4 separate regions of the Mus musculus genome follow, and regions 2, 3 and 4 are each linked to region 1. The links are chromatin contacts, called in public Hi-C and HiChIP or PLAC-seq maps. All regions are on one chromosome and are shown on one strand. The core of a region is the stretch at or near the end of the contact, and the rest is flanking DNA. Distances in the headings are between cores, read along the strand shown.

Evidence for each region. Hi-C and Micro-C count contacts between places; a contact is called where the count stands out from the background. HiChIP or PLAC-seq counts read pairs in DNA pulled down with a chosen protein or histone mark.
Region 2: a FOXA1 HiChIP or PLAC-seq map of pancreatic cancer cells shows a contact between it and region 1. The contact joins two enhancer-like sites. A contact is called at or near these places in 1 of 39 promoter capture datasets (neural stem cells), 1 of 115 datasets of contacts at active chromatin or transcription factors (pancreatic cancer cells) and 1 of 9 other capture datasets (embryonic stem cells).
Region 3: a contact with region 1 is called in a Hi-C map of myocytes, with 3 times the contacts expected there. The contact joins two enhancer-like sites. A contact is called at or near these places in 6 of 484 Hi-C or Micro-C datasets (the N1E-115 cell line, brown adipocytes, cranial neural crest and 3 more), 2 of 115 datasets of contacts at active chromatin or transcription factors (bone marrow-derived dendritic cells and oligodendrocyte precursor cells) and 1 of 9 other capture datasets (embryonic stem cells).
Region 4: a Hi-C map of the N1E-115 cell line shows a contact between it and region 1, with 2.3 times the contacts expected there. The contact joins two enhancer-like sites. A contact is called at or near these places in 5 of 484 Hi-C or Micro-C datasets (the C2C12 cell line, CD8 T cells, the HPC-7 cell line and 2 more) and 1 of 9 other capture datasets (embryonic stem cells).

The regions. Positions count from the first base shown.
Region 1 is chr15:84,411,384-84,413,952 of GRCm38.p6, forward strand. All of the region lies in intron 3 of Shisal1 (shisa like 1), which reads right to left. Among named protein-coding and RNA genes, the nearest start is that of Gm46527, 18 kb to the right of the region's middle. Within about 2 kb of position 1,293, at least 130 of the 459 cell types and tissues checked have an H3K27ac peak or open chromatin away from gene starts, as enhancers often do. A contact at or near this core is called in the N1E-115 cell line, embryonic stem cells, myocytes and 2 more, where this site is marked.
Region 2 is chr15:84,653,092-84,655,660 of GRCm38.p6, forward strand. No RefSeq gene overlaps it. Among named protein-coding and RNA genes, the nearest start is that of Prr5, 27 kb to the right of the region's middle. Within about 2 kb of position 1,295, at least 223 of the 459 cell types and tissues checked have an H3K27ac peak or open chromatin away from gene starts, as enhancers often do. A contact at or near this core is called in embryonic stem cells and pancreatic cancer cells, where this site is marked.
Region 3 is chr15:84,211,688-84,214,256 of GRCm38.p6, forward strand. Samm50 (SAMM50 sorting and assembly machinery component) reads left to right here. Exons shown (of 15, transcript NM_178614.5): 15 at 2,439-2,569. The coding sequence ends at 2,484. Among named protein-coding and RNA genes, the nearest start is that of Gm52212, 4.3 kb to the right of the region's middle. Within about 2 kb of position 1,289, at least 88 of the 459 cell types and tissues checked have an H3K27ac peak or open chromatin away from gene starts, as enhancers often do. A contact at or near this core is called in myocytes and oligodendrocyte precursor cells, where this site is marked.
Region 4 is chr15:84,592,514-84,595,082 of GRCm38.p6, forward strand. No RefSeq gene overlaps it. Among named protein-coding and RNA genes, the nearest start is that of Gm34095, 17 kb to the left of the region's middle. Within about 2 kb of position 1,293, at least 22 of the 459 cell types and tissues checked have an H3K27ac peak or open chromatin away from gene starts, as enhancers often do. A contact at or near this core is called in the N1E-115 cell line, where this site is marked.

The DNA of each region.
Region 1 (2,569 bases), core at 43-2,542:
GGCTAGCCTGGGCTACAGAATGAGACCCTGTATCTAAACAATCACAAATAAAAATCACTGAGGACATCCTCAATAGGTCTAGGCACGGACAAGCAGGAAACCATGCCTAAAGTTACACTTCCAGGAAGAGGTCGGCTGGTGCAGTCATAGGTGGCACAGGTCTTGTGTTTAGTAACCTGGGAGGTGGAGCTCACTTGTATAAAAAACAATGTTATTTTCCTTGTCAAGGGATGTTCCAGTGGGGTGAGCTGCTGTCTCTTTGGGCCTAGCTGCTAATAGGCTTAACCAAAGAGCAGGACCACAGGGTCAAGAGGCAGCGTGTTGAACACAGACCCAGTTCGACCTAGTGGTCCGCCCAGATTCAGGCCCAGGAGAGCCAACTGCTCTGTTTTTTCTGGAGACCAATCTCCACACCTGCAGGCCCTCTTTCCTAGCCATCGCCTGGCATCCTGCCTCGGGAGAGAGAGAAAGAAAGAGAGAGACAGAGAGACACACAGAGAGAGCATACAGGTAGGCACAAGAGAGAGACAGAGAGACAGACAGAGTGAGTGAGACAGAGAGAGAGAGAGAGAGAGAGAGAGAGAGCATGCATGCAAGCACAAGAGAGACAGAGAGACAGAGAAACAGAAACAGAGTGAGACAGAGAGAGCATACATGCAAGCACAAGAGAGATAGAGAGACAGAGAAACAGAGATAGAGTGAGACAGAGAGAGAGAGAGCATGCATGCAAGCACAAGAGAGATAGAGAGACAGAGAAACAGAGACAGGGTGAGACAGAGAGACAGAGAGAGAGCATGCATGCAAGCACAAGAGAGATAGAGAGACAGAGAAACAGAGATAGAGTGAGACAGAGAGACAGAGAGAGCATGCATGCAAGCACAAGAGAGACAGAGAGACACAGAGAGACAGAGAGACACACAGAGAAAGCTGATTGCTTTCTCCTGTGGCTCTGAGCAAAGGTTCCCCCCTGACTTGTCAGGGACAAGACCAGTCTAGGAGGGGTGTAGGGTGCCTGGCTGGCCCTCCTTTGGCCCCTGGCTGCCTGCTGGGCTGGAAGCAGGCATCTTGCTGCGGTGGTGGAATTGGCAAAGCAGCCTCCTTTTCGCGTTCAGTGGCTTGCCTTCTTGCCAGGCAGCTGGAATCACCACACAACACTCTGTTCATCCAAAACACACAAATAAATAAGACCAGGTCACCAGCCCACCTCCTGCTGACTCACTGCGGTGGAGGAGGAGGAGCCTCTTGGGGGGCGGGGTGTCACACTGGCTTGAACCATTGGGCGGGGCCTGAGATTCTGGATCTCCAGCCTCAGGAGATGGGGCAACTTCCCTGGCTTCAGACAAGGCCCAGCCTCCTGCCCTGTGGCTGAATGACAGATCAAGGGTGTCTGTGTCCCCAGCCTCAACCCTTGCCAACTTGCTGGGGTCCAGGACAAGGGAACCTCATCCACATGTTTTTGGTCCCTCTCTTCTCCCTCCCAGAGAGTCTGAGGCTGAGTGAGTCAGGGTGGCTGTGACTTTGGTATGGCAAAGGTCCTAAATGGTAGTGAATCCACAAGTTGTCTCCATACGGTGAGTCTACCCTACAGTAACAGTGACTTTCTTTGGCCACATTTCAGGCTGTCATCCCGACTTCTGACTCCCAAAGATTCACCTCTTGTCACCTCTCTATAACTGAGTCCACCTGGAAGCCAACCCCTGCTATAGGTCCCTGGGCCTGGGTTCTCTCCACAAAGCCCCTGAGCCTGGAAACTGGACAGAAGGCTCCCACTGCCCCTCTGTGTGGCTTGATTCCCTCCCAAGCCACATTCTGGCTTTTGTGGACTGATCAGGTCCCCAGGGTCCTCGTCCCAATAGCTTGCTCTATGATACAAATGCCGCTTACAGCTTTCAGGATAGAATTCCTATCCCAACCAATTGGGAGTTCCTGCCTCTGGCTGGGAAGCCCCGCCCCTGGCTGAGAAGCCTTGCCCCTGGCTGGGAGGCCCCGCCCTTGGTTGAGAACCCCCCACACCACCCCACCCCCTGACCTTGTCTAGGAAGCCCTGTCCCACCTGGGAGGCCAGGCCTAACCCAGTCTCATCCATGTCCACTCCTCCTCTGCAAGGAGTCTGCCCAGAGTTACTCATTCCGACTTCACTTCTAGGTCTGGCTGCCTCGGCTCCCTTAGAAGGAGTGCTGGCTTGGTGGTGAGACAGCAGGGCCCAGCTGTATCACCCTACGGAGAGGGAGTATCAGGAAGATGGCTAGACGCTTGCTTACAAAGGAAGATGCCCTAGGTCAGCAGGCCCCACATCTGTCAAGGGACACTGGTGTCAGCGGGGTGGGTGTGGGTTGGTCCTTACATCTGACAGGTAGAGGCTGGAATAGTCCCGCCCAGGCCCAGGTGATCTCACAGTGAAGGAGGACCAGACCCTAACATCAGAGTGCCTTCCTGAGCCTCCCTCTAAGGTCTGCCTCTGCCAGAAGACTCTCCAGAGTTCCTAAGGTGGGGTCTCCAGAGCCCTAGGATGTCTGAGATTCCCCACTGTTCTCCTGTGTCAAACCAGCTAGCTGTGGCTGTGAGTCCC
Region 2 (2,569 bases), core at 45-2,544, 240 kb after region 1:
ACACACAGGCTGTCAGGTAGACGGAGGTCTGGGGGTTCCCTTGTGGGGCATCTCCTTCCCCATCCCCGGGTTTTAAGCAGTGCAGTGGCAGAGGGTAAGATGGGGCCTAGAATTCAGAAACAGAGCTGGGAGTCCCGCAGGGTTATGAGTTTTCATGCTCTTAGATTCCAGGAATCCGCTCAGTCGAAAGGTGAAGAATCCAGTGTAGCGACCTCCTCAGCCACACAGCCAGCTCAGCCCTTCTGTGCCAGGGCTGGGGAGGGCTGACTGAGGACATGAGGCTCCGCTCAGAGGAGAGCCCAGGCTAATGAAAGTCTTTATCTGGCTCAACTTGGCTCAGCTAAACCCTGACCATCAAGTAGGCATTATAGGCTCTGCAATAAAATAGATAAAGAAGAGGCGGGGTGTGGGGGTGCTATCTGGAAATCAAAGTCAACCTGAACTACATGTGACCCTATCCCAAGAAATCAAAATAGAGTACCCCCGCCCTCTGGTTTTTCCAAGACAGGGTTTCTCTTGTAACCTTGGCTGTCCTGGACAGGCAGATAGAGTTCAAGGCTAGCCTGGTCTACAGAGTGAGTTCCAGGACAGTCAGGGCTACATAGAAAACCCCTGTCTTGAAAAAGGAAAGAAAGAATTCTAGGGTTATGGATATATAACCATCTAAGCCATCACACAGAATCTATAACTTTGTGAGGATCTCAAGCAACCCAAGATAGCTTTGACTCTGCTCTATAACCAAGAAGGACTTTGAACTCCTGGTCGGTGCTGGGACCCTACCTGGTTTTATGCCATGCTGTGGGTGGAACTTGGGGCTTTGTGTGTGCTAGACGAGTATTCTACCAACGGAGCTACAGCCCCAGCCCCAGAATTAAAAAAAAAAAAAAAAATTTTAAGGACAAATGTCTTCAATAGATGCAAAAACGAATAATCCTCAAACAAATTAAAAAAAAAAAAGGGATACCCCACCAACCGGTAAAGAAATTCCAAGAACGTATAGACTAACGTCACAGTAAATCGGAAGCTTTCTCCAGCAGCCCGGCATAAGACATGGATCTCGGCTCTCCCCATTCCCCCCTTGATCCGGAAGCGCTAAACAGCCTGTATGTTGCTCGCGTAGGAAACCTAGAAGCGTTCTACAGAGCCCTGGCTCTGTGGATAAAGCACCGAACGGACCCGTTGAAAGGTCTGGGATGCTGACGGCAGGCTGGCTGCAGGCTCTCCAAGAAGCCAGCCATCTCAGGCCAACTGCGCCTGTGCTGACTCTACATGGAAACCTGAGAGCAGCCGCGGAAGGACAGATTGCTGGCAGGATGCCAGACCACAGCCTTCGTCACTAATCCCACCCTGGGACACAGGATGTGGATGAGTGGGGGGAGGCGGGGCGGGGCGGGGGATGGGGCAGCTGCCTGCCGGGCTTTCTGAGTGTGCATGGAGGAGGGAGCTTAGACTCTTTATCATCAAGTTCTATGTCTTGGGGTGGGGGAGGAAGAGTTGCCGGCCAGAGCTGTTCCCATGGGGATGAAGGAAAGGTGCCCATCCTGGAACCAGGGTCCTGATCTCCTCATCCTCTCAGGCTCTTCTGTGGGGACCCAGGGTGGACACTCACTGGCAGGGCAGCTGAGGACTGCAGGATGACACTTTCCCAGGAACTGTAAATCTGTGAGCCTGCTGTTGAGGGAGACTTTCCCTCAGCTCTCCCTAGCGGACAGAAGCAACCCAACCCCTATGGTAGCAGTTCCCAGGCTATGGGGGGAGGGGAAGTCGCATTGCAGATATCCTGCATAGCAGATATATTCCATTACGGTTCATAGCAGTAGCAACATTACAGTTATGAAAATTTAAGTTAAGCATCAACAAAGCAATCTTAAGGTTGGGGATGACCACAATGTGAAGAACGAAATAGAAAGGCCACGGCGCTAGGAAGGTTGAGAACCACCGCATGGGCTTCCAACATCACAACCTTGATCATAGCAACTGGCAGAATTAGCGTTTAGGCCTCGCTCACCCTGCTCTTCAGCCCTGCCCTTCAAGCTCTTCCGAGCAACTGGGAGTCCTTCTGCATTCCAACCCCAGCTTCCCAGCTGCAAGGCTTCCCTGTGGGCTTGTTACTCAAGTTAAGGTCTGGGCCCTGGCAGCCCCCCCAACAAGCCAAGCTCAGCAAACTGTCCTCGACAAGCCAATTAAAGACAAGCAACACGCAGAGAGGAGAAAATAGGAAGTTTATTCAACATAGCCATGTTGGGAAGGTGAACGCAGAGGCCCAGGGACTGCTTCCTACTCAAGGCCATCTTCTGTGTCCTAACAAGATATTTAGGCTGACATAAAGGGGAAGAAGTGTGCATAGCCAGGCAGTCCTGGTCCAAGCGGGGCCCCGCCTACCATCATTGTCTGCGTCTAGTCTCTTCTGCAAGGTGGTCTGATAAACTATGAGGACCGTGCAGAATCTCTTCCTAGGATGCAAGCTCCTCCTTGGGTCAGCTCTAGGAGTCAGCTTTGTTCTTTTCCCAGTGTGAAACCCCTGGGAATATCAATATCCCAGAATCGTGGGGTGCATTATCTCCATAGT
Region 3 (2,569 bases), core at 39-2,538, 200 kb before region 1:
GTTGCTAGGACACTGTACCTGGCTTCCATGGGACGGGCCACCTGCTGACAGGCAGGCAGCCTCACGGGGAGCCAATGCAAGCACCTGGCCTCTCATGGGCCCCTCTCTTGTGCCTTTATCCCAGACAGATCAATTCCCACGGGCCACAAGGCCAGATGCCACCTTGCCTTGTGGTAGGGCCTGGAATAGGTTACATAGCTACTCTGGCTCTGTTTTCCTGTGCAGAGACTAGAAGGCTTTGACAGACAGCTCTGAGCTTTCAGGGGAAATGTTGCATGTCCGAGCGGCCCTCCCGCTCTGCTTTTGTGTGGTCTGACTATGGTGTCTGTCACTCCCATACTGCTGTGTTGTACTGGCCCACTGTTCTTGTCTCTCAGTGTCTTCTGTCCACCACGCCTGCTGCCTACAGTCTGACCTGCCACAGTTGCTGATTGCACAGTGCAGTGAGGAGAGGAGGGCTGGGCCCTGGTGCGCAGCAGGTGCCTTCTCAGCCTGGGTTAGCTCTGTGCAGCCTACCATGTAGGTGGAGCTGAAGCGGAGCTGTGGCCAGCTGCCTTCACATACTGTGTTGGGGCCAGGTCACAGGGGTGTGGTGGGCTCCAGTGCCAACCACAGCTGCAGCAGCTCTCTGAGCAGCTCACCTCTTGTGGCCCATGCTGCTGTAATACTGACAGCAGCCACAGGGTGGCAGTGTGCACCAAGCAGTTCCTTCGCTCTTGAGCTTCTTGCTAATTGGCCCTTTAGCGAGTGTTCTTTACAGCTCAGGACCCCTCAGCTGCAATGAGTTAAATCCAAGAAGCATGTTTCAAAGATAAATTGAGAACATACCCTTCAGGAAGAAGAAGTCTGCTGTGCTGAAGTGGGGAAGACCCTGGCCCGGGTTTGCCTGGCAGCTGTTTGCCATTGTGATGGTGGCAGGCAGGTGTTGGCTGTGGGTAGTGAAGGCTGTCCAGGGTCAGCCTTGAACATAGAGATACCTTCCCTAGTGTGGTTTGCCTTGCAGCTTTGTTGGCAAGAGTGGAATTTGAAAACATTTGAGGGAAATGACCTCAATTTTATCATGTTTCTAAAATTAGGCAGTTGGCAGGTGGACAGTTGTCTGTAGCCCCACCCCCAGAGTTAAGCCAGGTGCTCTGAAACTGGCAATTGTGGCCTTTGCAAAGGGTGACAGTTTGAAGTGTTCTGACTTGTGTCCTGAATGATTTCTGGCACAGTCTTCTCTGGGACCTGAGTTCTGTCACAGCGTGACTCCTCAGACCAGGTCCCTGGAGACTCAGCAGTGAGTCAGCCCCGCTCCAGCTGTTCCTTGAGCTTCAGGAGGGACAGGACACCATCATTGCAGCTGGGGAGGGCATCCTGTATGTGGGTACAGCTGTCCTGGGGGAGGGGTATAGTATGGGTGGACAGAGAATGTGGGGTTGCTGAAGCCTTAAGGGAATGGCTTCTCACAAGTGCGCCTCTTTCTATTCTCCTCCCCCTCCCCCTCCCTTCAGCCTTGTTAATGTCTTCCTCTCTGTGCCTGTCAAGGGCTCTATTTGGGGCCCACGAGTGCTGTTTGCCCACACCTAGCACACCATCCAGGGTGGAGTGTTTGGGGGTTAAGAGAGGGTATCAGTGGACTTCTCGGATGACCCCTGCTAGGCCTGGTATAAGGGTGAGCACTGGCACCATGCAGCAGGAAGGCAGCCTACACCTGGCCTAGAGGTAGAGGCTGAGGAGGCCAACGGGGTCTGCAGAGCACTGATGGGTCCTGGCCCTGTAACTCTGGATGCCACCTCGAATACTCATGGGCATTGCTCTGTGGTGTGTGTCATAGCACAGGCATCTTTGACTTGCTTATCTCAAAGCTTACTTCTCTGAGGCAGCCGTGGTCCCTCTTATGTAGGCCGGGGCTGAGGGCACAGGTGCACTGTGCAGCTTGGCTTGGGTCTTCAGCCTCCAGAGATTCAGCTTCCCTCCAAGCAGGAGGCTCCTCCCCAGGGCAGAGTGACTGCTTCCATTTACCTGTGCCTTGACATTCCAGTATGGCACAGCACTCAGAACTGGGTGTTTGGTGCCTGCAGCCAGTCCTGAGAAGGCCCACACAGGACATGGTTGAGCTAAGCTCTCCAGAGAGCACACCTGAGGTGACCCTTTATGTATGTCATCCTGGGTCAAGAAAAGGGCTGGCTGGTGGCTGGCCTCTCTGAGGCTGGGTTGCTTGGTCATTGTGAGGCCCAGGCTCTACTTGCTGTCCTGACAACAGGACAGTGCACCTTTGGGTGGGATGGAGCAACAGAGGGTCTTGGGCTCTATTCCTGTCTTTTCTCCTTTCTCCAGGGGCTAATTCCTATTAGCCTAGGGAACTGGGGGGGGGGGGGCAGGGGCAGGGTAGGGGTGCGTACAGAGCCTCTCGATGGTGTAAGGAGCGTCCTGTTGACCTCTCTCTTTCTTTTTAGGATTTGTGATGGTGTCCAGTTTGGAGCTGGGATTCGGTTCCTGTAACTTGAGTCCCAGGGGCAGCTTGGATGAGAAACAGGCATCTCCCAGGCTCCAAGCCTATTTGGAGGTGACACGGTTGAGTGCTTCT
Region 4 (2,569 bases), core at 43-2,542, 180 kb after region 1:
TTCGTATGCCTTGACAAATACTCCCAGAGCACGTCCTGAGTATGCACTGCTCACTCCACTCACCCTCTGAGCTAAGAGTGCCGCTCAAACCTAGGGAAACTGAGGCACAGAGCTATGAAGCCAGTCCAAAGAAGAATATCCAGCAAGCTGCAGACAAGAGCTGGCAGTCAGCCGTTGTGTTGCCTGGGGGCCCTTGCACCTACAACCAATTGATCCCACACACCAGGAAACCATCTCAGCCCCAGGACTCAACTCACATGTGCCGTTGCAACGAGATCAGGGCTGCGAGGGTTATCTCCACTTATCGCCACTCACCCAGGGCCCCACTCCCAAGAGTGCATCCAAACAGCAGCAGAAGGCAGAGAGCCACAGCAAGGAGGAGAGAGGACATCACAGGGAAGTCCATACACCCCAGGTCTGCAACCATCGGCAGCCATCAGCTGGCTCCATCTCAACCAAACACAATCAACCAAGCAGCAGGGCCCCGGGCTGGCCTGCTTCCTGCAAAACAGTTCTACAGGTTGGCTTCGGCACATCGATGACCAGCTGCAGCCTGGGTGTGGCTCCATACATTTGTCCTCCAGGAGGCAGGCAGGACAGACGGAACTTTGTGCTTACAGGGTGATCCGGAAAGTTCCTTTTCAACTCTGACATCAAATGGAGGGTCAGTTATAAAGAGCTGAGCCGTCTTTTCTGGCAGATCTGTGTCATATTTCTTCTTGACCCCTTGCCACCACTCCTGGGGAGAGTGTGGACCAGTGGCCTGGAGTCCTGGGCCTGCCTGAACCTGCAGCCATTTTTAGACAGTCCACACCTACCACAGAGCTCCACCCTTCAGGGGTGCCTCTTGCCCTATCTATCTGCTATCTCACCATGTAAACTCTGACTTATTCTTTAAACCCCATCCTGGATGACCCTTCTGCGTCACCCATATTCTCACTGCTGACTTGCGTTGCCAGAGACCACTGGTCACCCACACTGAATGCTAATAAAACTTCTAGATTTAGAGGTGGCTCAACTTGAGCAGCCCTCATAGGGATGCCTAGAGGAGGGGAAGACAAACAGACTCTGCAGCTCTGACCACTTGCCCTCCCAGCCTCTCCTGGGCCTCAGCTTCTTCCCAGCCGCCTAGCAGGAACCATCGCAGCCTCTCCCAGACAGCTGTGTGGCTGAATAATTTATAAGCCTTTTTCAGAGAACATTAGTGAAATGTGCCTCTGGAGTCAACGCTGTTCATCAAAGACGGCGTCACGCGTAGCTGCCCTTTCCTCAGGACGCCACCAGGGGAGCTGCCCTTTCTTAAAAATAGAAATGTCTTCGTGGCCTCTCCTCCAGAAGCAGCCAGGAGGTCTCTCTCAAAGGCAGAGTCCCATCTGCTGCTGAGCATGTGGGTCAGGCCATAAAGCCTGCTGTTGTCACCACTTTAGGTGACGGTGACTGGGGAACCAAGATTCCAGCCCTCCCTTGGTGTTACTCCCTGAGGAAGTGACATTTGAGCCCAGATCAGCAGAACTTAGAAGTATTGTGTAAAGGTCCTGGGATGGGAAAGTGTCTTTCCTTTCTGGGCTGCATCTGGCAGCCCCCTTGCACGAGACTGGGAGTTAGACTCCTGAATCCTGGCCAATAGAACACAGAGGGTTAAAGATCTGTGAATGTGCCAGCATCCACTTCCTCCTCCCCAGTGCCTGGGGAGATGGCATCTTAAAGATGAAAGTGGCCTGCAGCCGCTTAACCAGTAGGTGAGCTCCAGGCTCAGTGAGAGACAACCACAAAAACATGGAGAGACTGGGAGATGGCTCAGCAGTTTAGCAGGCCTGCTGCTTTTCCAGGGAGCCTGAGGTCAGTTCTCAGCACAACTCCCTCTTCTACACACACACACACACACACACACACACACACACACACACACAGAGAGAGAGAGAGAGAGAGAGAGAGAGAGAGAGAGAGAGAGAGAAGAGATACACACAGAGAGAGGCAGAGACAGAGAGACAGGAAGAAGCAGAGACAGAGAGATACAAATAACAATATTTTAAAAGTGGAAAACAATAAGGCACTTTACGCTAACCTCTGGTTATGTCCACACACATGTGCATACATGTGCATGTACACCTACATGCTCCACTACACATAAGCAACACATACACACAGAAAGCAAGTACATATAACATTCACATTCATTAATTACCTTTATTTTTTAAAGATCGAAGTGTCTAGCAAGTCACTGCACAGAACCCAAAGCCCAGGAGAGTGACTAGTTCATTTGCACTTCTTACAGGAAAGAAATGAAGTTTGTGTAAAGCTATAATGCTTCAGATATATATATCTCGAGACAGAGAGACAGGGAGAGAGAGGGACAGAGACCGAGAGCAAGAATATACATACACACACACACACACAAATATACATACATACATACATACATACACACACACACACACACACATATATGGGGATTGTTGAACTAATTTACTGTTGAAACGTGTTTCCTTATCTCTTTAAGTGTGACAACTGGAATCTTTCCTGCTGAGCCTGTACGATTCATAAGACACGTCTCTTGTCTTTTCTTTAA